Linked DNA regions of Nothobranchius furzeri: region 1 is linked to region 2. The links are chromatin contacts, called in public Micro-C maps. All regions are on one chromosome and are shown on one strand. Each heading gives the region's core, a stretch centred on a gene start, on an enhancer-like site or on the middle of the called end of the contact. The rest is flanking DNA. Distances are from core to core; before and after follow the strand shown. Region 1 holds the start of celsr1a (cadherin EGF LAG seven-pass G-type receptor 1a). Region 2 overlaps celsr1a (cadherin EGF LAG seven-pass G-type receptor 1a).

The links. A called contact is a pair of places that touch in the nucleus more often than the background predicts.
Region 1: a Micro-C map of tail fin shows a contact between it and region 2, with 6 times the contacts expected there. The contact joins the promoter of celsr1a here to the enhancer-like site in region 2. A contact is called at or near these places in 2 of 2 Hi-C or Micro-C datasets (skeletal muscle and tail fin).

The regions. Positions count from the first base shown.
Region 1 is chr1:55,530,034-55,533,354 of NfurGRZ-RIMD1, forward strand. It overlaps celsr1a (cadherin EGF LAG seven-pass G-type receptor 1a), which reads right to left and starts at 2,054. Exons shown (of 36, transcript XM_070549048.1): 1 at 1-2,054. The coding sequence starts at 1,827.
Region 2 is chr1:55,431,939-55,435,097 of NfurGRZ-RIMD1, forward strand. It overlaps celsr1a (cadherin EGF LAG seven-pass G-type receptor 1a), which reads right to left. Exons shown (of 36, transcript XM_070549048.1): 26 at 1,512-1,686; 27 at 715-827. Among protein-coding and RNA genes, the nearest start is that of gramd4a, 16 kb to the left of the region's middle. Within about 2 kb of position 1,478, at least 1 of the 3 cell types and tissues checked has an H3K27ac peak or open chromatin away from gene starts, as enhancers often do. A contact at or near this core is called in tail fin, where this site is marked.

The sequences.
Region 1 (3,321 bases), core at 804-3,303, 99 kb after region 2:
GTAGTCTAGGCGAGCATTTTCTCCTGAGTCACTATCTATTGCTTGAATGTGGATAACAGAATAACCAATCGGCATATTTTCCAACACTGTAGCCTGGAAAGGTGTGCTGACAAACATGGGTGCATTGTCATTTACGTCAATCACCTGCACCACAACCATCCCTGTGCCATTTATCAGTGGAGGCCTGCCACCATCTTGTGCTTTAATCCGTAGATTATACTCACGAATCATCTCATAGTCCAAAGGGTTGATGACGTTAATCACACCAGTGGGGGAGTTGATGTAGAATTGTCCTTTGATGTTGCCACTGATGATACTGTAGTGAACTTTGGCGTTGTTTCCCTCATCTTTATCTGTTGCCTCCACCCGGATGATTTCTGTGTCGACTGCCACGTTCTCTTTGACCTGTACAACATACCTCTTCTCGCTGAACTGTGGATAGTTGTCATTTTCATCCTCCACAGTGATGTGAACAGTAGCAGTGGCAGTCAGAGGATGAGGGTCTTTGCCCTGATCATTGGCCTCAACTATCAGTTTGTACTGGACCTGGGTCTCCCTGTCGGGCCGCTCCCTGATCCTCACTAGACCAGTCCGGGGATCAATCTCAAACACAGAGTTGATGGCGTCTTCATTCACAATTTTATAAATCATGTTGGCGTTGGAAGGGGCATCACCATCAGTGGCACGGATTGTCATCACTTCAAAGCCAACTTCCACATTCTCCCTGATTTTAACTCTGTAATCGTTTTGCTCAAAAGCGGGAATGTGGTCATTTTTGTCACTCACCGTAACTGTGAGGTAAGATGTGGCAGCCCTTTTGGGGGTCCCGTTGTCAGATGCAGTAACTTTAAAAACATGGGTGTCTTTCACTTCTCTGTCAAGTGCCTGGATGGTTGTTATACCCCCTGTCTTGGCATCAATTTGAAAAAAGTTGTCCGATCTCTTGTCAAATAAAGCCTCCATGCTGTACTCCAGCCTCCCCGCCTCTCCATCATCCAGGTCTACTGCTTTCAGGGTGATGACCTGTGTACCTGGAGGCTCATTCTCTGGAACAGACACCTGATAGTTGGGGAGCTGGAACTGCGGAGTGGTGTTTACTTGTCGCTTCCTCCTGTGCATCAGTTGATTTGACTTTCTGTGGGCTGTTTCTGATACTGAACCATGCTGAAGCATCAGACTCAGCTGCACAGAGACGCTGCCGCCTGGAGAGCTGGGCAAAGCGCAGTGCAAATTTTCTCTGTGCTCAAGACACAAGTCATTGACAAGGATCATATCCCCACGTCTAAACACAGCAACAAAGTCCTCCTCTCCAACACATTTCGCGTTCAAGGGGATAATATTCCGAGTGAAAGTTGGCAGAAGTTCTGTTACATTCACTAACCATTCACCTGCGTGCAAACAGGAAGTTGCCTTCAGTTTTAAAAAGTGTTTTATGTGAATGTCAGGCTTACTTGCCGTCTTCTTTCTCTTGTATTTAATAAAACAGTCTTGCCCGTGCACAAACACGTTAAAATGCGTGAGAATAACGTCTCCGGACGTGGAGGAACCGGTTCTGAAATAAACAGGCGCCGGGTTCCTTGGCGTGTGCGCGCACAGAACTTTATGGGACAAACGGATCAGCCCACTGTTCCACTCAACGTGAAAAATGTTCTGGATAAATTTGGGAGATAATGTCCTGTCGAGGCTATAAGTCCACCCAGAGCCGAGCGACAGGTTGGCTAAAAGATTCCCGGGCTGTAAAGTCTCCGAAAGGTGCATCTCCAAACATCCCACAAGCGGCACCGTCAGCAGGGCACAGACCCAGACGCAACACATCGACAGCTCCATGCTGAATTACCTGCCCGATCCCGGCCAACTCCACAGGAATCCCCTAGCTCAAGGATCAGCTGTCCCTCTCCCAACACCGCGTCTTACTTTTGACCCTCATGGTGAAGTTTTCATGCGGGAAAGGTGGCAGGTATCCATCATCCCAGTGTATCCACGGTGCGCACCGGCTGCGTGAACCCACACGGAGTTTGAAATGAGTACAAAATGGCTCCGCCACCTCCTCCACCTCCTCCTACAGCTACTCCTCCTCAGCTTATTTCCATAAACCTGCTGTGATCCCCCTTAGGGACGCTTTCACGCAGGGATTGGAAGGGGGAGGGTGTTTTATTGTTTTTTTTCTTATGTAAATTTTGGAAGTGCCACTGACCCAGTGACAAATACGCACAAGCCCATTGTTATTCCCAAAAATGGGATCGATGTTCGCCAAAGTCTGTGTGGAATGAGCATCTCCTTTTTCTTTCTTTTTGTTAAGTTGTGAACAGGTTTTTTTTAATAAATACAAAATAGTTAACGTTCCAAATAGCAATTTAGTAAAAACAAATAAAAATAAAAAACGCATAATGTTAGAATTTGGAATAAAAATCAACACTTATTCTACAACTTTTACACTTTAAGTTCTTCTCTTGTAAAAAAAAAAGGTTTTTGATGTTCTCTCACCTCTATATTATTAGTACTGATGCCAGGTGTTCCGATTAGGTTTTGTTTGTTTTTTCAATGTTTCTGATGTTCAGTTTTCTTCTGCTTTATGCTTCAATAAAAGAAAATGCGTAATCATGGTTTTAGTGATCAATTGGCAGTCCTCCACCGCACCCATGGATGGCTGTTGTTGTATTTTTAAAGTATTTTTAACATTTTTAAAAAGGTGATCACAAAATAGAAAAGAACTAGATTGATGTCCCAGAATTTTTCCCTTTAAAAATAATTTATAGCCAATTAATAAACATCACAGAATTAATGTACAGTATTAATAATAATTGTGTCCCACCTCATTTCTTATAACTTTGCTGATAACTTCTCTTATCTAATGACAAAAAGTCTCTGTATAGTTTCCCCAACAGGAAATTTGAAGATAGGCAAGTTTTTGTACAACATTAAATGTCTTTATATATGTCAAAATAAAAAACGCACTTGAGACTAAACAAAGCAGTACCATACTTTGAATCTCGTAGGACTTCACCTAACACAGTGGAGTCCAAAGCTGGCCCTCAAGGGCCAGGTTTCCTTGCTCGATGAACATGTTTTGCAGAACTCGATGACCTACTGAACAAGTTATTCAATCAGGTGTGTTGGAGCAGGGAAATAACTAAAACTTGCTGGACAGCGATCTCCAGAACCAAGATTGGTTATCCCTGCTGCAGATGATCCTTCTTCACCAATACAGACCAAAGCAACACCATCATTACTGCAGAAGAACTGATCGCATCTCTTGCTGAGTTTTATCACAAAAACCATACATCAGGATACATGAACTCATCCAGTTCACATAGAAGCTCA
Region 2 (3,159 bases), core at 228-2,727:
AGGAGCAAAACATCAATGACTGGTGGTCCCCAGCTGATGGCCCGCTTATGTCCAGAGGGGCGATTAGAGGAGCACGTTAGTGCAAAGGCATTGACGAAGGTGGGACAAGCAGTACATCTTTTCAGGTAAACCATCAACCTGTATCTCCATTAGCCAAACTACACGACGTCCCGCTCCAGTAGGACACACCATCATCACAAGCATACTCGCAAAAAAGCATAGATCACACAGAGCTGACAAATACCCAACACAACAACGGTAACGCTTCTTTTGTTAAACTCCTAACTGGTCTCCAAAAAAGGAGTGGTCCACATGTTCTTATGCGTAGCCTCCATTGTTGCTAATGATGCTACTGCAACTTTGACATTGTAATCCTATCACTGGTTTATCACGTCACTTCCTCGGTGTAGATTCATTGGTTGTACTTAAACCAGGTTTTCTGACACAGCTTGAAGACTGTATTTAGTTGTGGGGATGTTCAATAAACTGTCGCTGGGCTGGTCACACTGGACAAAGCTGCAAATCACCCTCACATTCACCATTTCTTGTCACGATTCTGTTCACGATGAGAGATATGTCTACGATGGCTGAAAAACGTACAGTGGGGCCTGGGCTTTAAAATTTGCAGGAAAAGGTCATACAAGCAAAAATATTATAGCCCACCTTATGGTGGCTTTTACTGAAAAAGAAGAAAGCTGTAATTCAGGCACATACCAGGACAACTACAAAGATGGGTCCTGCAAAGCTCCAGATGAGAGTGTCATGGATTGAAAGCCAGCAGAAATCCGGGTTCCCATAACCCTGAGGGTCGAGGCCTACTGCCAAACCTACACAAACACATCAAAACAACAAGATAAAAAAGTCTAAGTTTTTCTGCATTTGTACCTTTTATTCCTCCTCACTTGTTCTAACACACATGAATAGTTTTAGTTTTCACGTCTCACCTTTCATACAATTTTCTAGAGTTCCAGCCTATTATTTGAAATTAATTTCTATTTCAGTTTACCTCTAATGTTTTTTATTGAATGTATTCTTTATTTAACCAGGAAGATCCCATTGAGATTAAAAACCTCATTTTCAAGGGAGTTCCAGCCAAGCGGCAGCAAAAGTTACAGTTAGAAAATGTTTCTGTTACACAGACGTTATGTACAAAATGACAGAAGGCAGTTACAACACAGGGAATCTGTCTCAAGGGCTCTCAATCTATTGAAGCTGAGTAAAACAAACTAAAATGAGTCTTACTGACAAGTATCAGCTACGAATGTGCAATAGAAACACATTTAGTCATTCTTCTTCTACATTACATAAACTACAGTTTCATCTTGTTTTTGACGATTCGAAGATCATGTCTCAGTATGTCTCATTCTTCCGGTGTCTTGTTCAATAACGTTCCCACGAGGATCTACACATGACAGACTAGTCACAGCTTGAAGTTTGCCGGCAGCTCCGCTCTCTTCCACAGATTTGTTTGTCGGAGGTTGTGTTTGTGCTTGCTGCTGTGTGTTTCTCACCAGTGATGATAGCTGGTATGCCCCAGCCTATGGCGTAGTAGAACCTCATGTGGCCGTGGTTGATGTTGCGCTGCTCCGTCAACATGCGGTAGATGTGCAGCCCCTCAACGAACATCCAGGCAAAGGTGCACATGTAGAAGTAATGAAGGAGGATGGCTATAACGGTACACACAAACTGGAAAGAGACATATACAAAAACAGATCGGTTTTTGCGTGCAGATTTAAAAACAGTTACATTATATTTGTCCTTTGGTTAAAAATGACTGGCTTGTATGTTCATGTAATAAAAAGTGGTGACACGAGGATGCTCCTCTAGAACACACAGCTTTGGATTTCATAAAGGCTCACTGGGCTGACACTACTTGCAACTAGATGGAAACAGATGTTCACAAGTCAATTTTCCAAGTCTTGAGTATTTTATGAAGCCCAAGTCAAGTCCCAAATCTTTTAGGCAGAAGTCCAAGTCACTCTCAAGTGAAGTCTTGCATCTTTGAGGGCCAGGTTTTAGTCAAGTCCTAAACCTCTTAAGTTCAAAGCTAAATCTGTCGCGAACCCCAGCCACCAACCTGGACGCAATTCTATCAACTAGGACTACATTACCCAGCATCCCGCTCACCGGATTGTCCACTCCATGTCACCAGCCTCATCTGTTTACGGAAGTCCAACACATAGGGCGGTCACTCAGTCATTGATTCTTTCGATCGAGCCACACGTTTCCAATTGCTTTCCAAGCCAACTCCACCTAGAAAACTGCCTACTACCCATATGTACAGTCTATGCTACTACCCGTAAGTCTGTTTTCTCTTACTTCTGGAAATCCCTGCTCAGCGATTCCTATATTAACTGCAGTCTCATTTAACGCCAATACTTCCGTACCTGGGTCATACTGCATGCCACATCTGAACTCCCTGTTTTTTCAGACCAGTTCATCCCAGTCTGACAAAATCAAGTCTCCAGTTTTCGAGGGGCAAGTCCAAGTGATGTCTAGTGTCTTTAAGAGTCTTTAAGGTCCAAGTCTGATGATAGAAATAAATATTTATTTGACTTTGTAAGTTTTTTTTAAATAAATAAATGCTTCTGCAGATTTTTATTTCACTAGTGAAAAACTGGGTTTGATTGGTGCAAACCTATGTTGATGGTGCAAACTGTTGTAAACTATAGTAAATATGGTGTCGCATTTAGATAAAATCCCAAATTGCACAGGTTAACGACTCACTTTGTCCTGGACCAGGGAGCTGTGCTCACCTCTTGTTTGTGGCTTACTAACCTGCTTACTTTCACTTCAGATTACATTAGATAAAGATTGTTCACAAGACTTGAGTTCTCATCTCATCTGGGACAATGGTGGCTGGGGAGTTAAGAGCCTGTCTCGTAAGTGCATGATTGCGTGACTGAGTCCTGCTCACAATGTCGCAGCCGCTGTGTACTTAAGAGAAAGACACATAACCCAAGTATCCTGCTGGTGGTGTCCATGGAAACGGTGGTGCCTGTGAACGGCAACCTTGCATCCCTCAGTGAGCCCCAGGGCAGCTGTGGCTATGATGAAGCTCATCACCACCAGCGTGTGTGTGTGTGTGTGTGTGTGTGTGCATGGGTGAATGACTGGATGCGTTGTGAAGCACCTTGGGGGTTTTGGAAACCTGGAAGG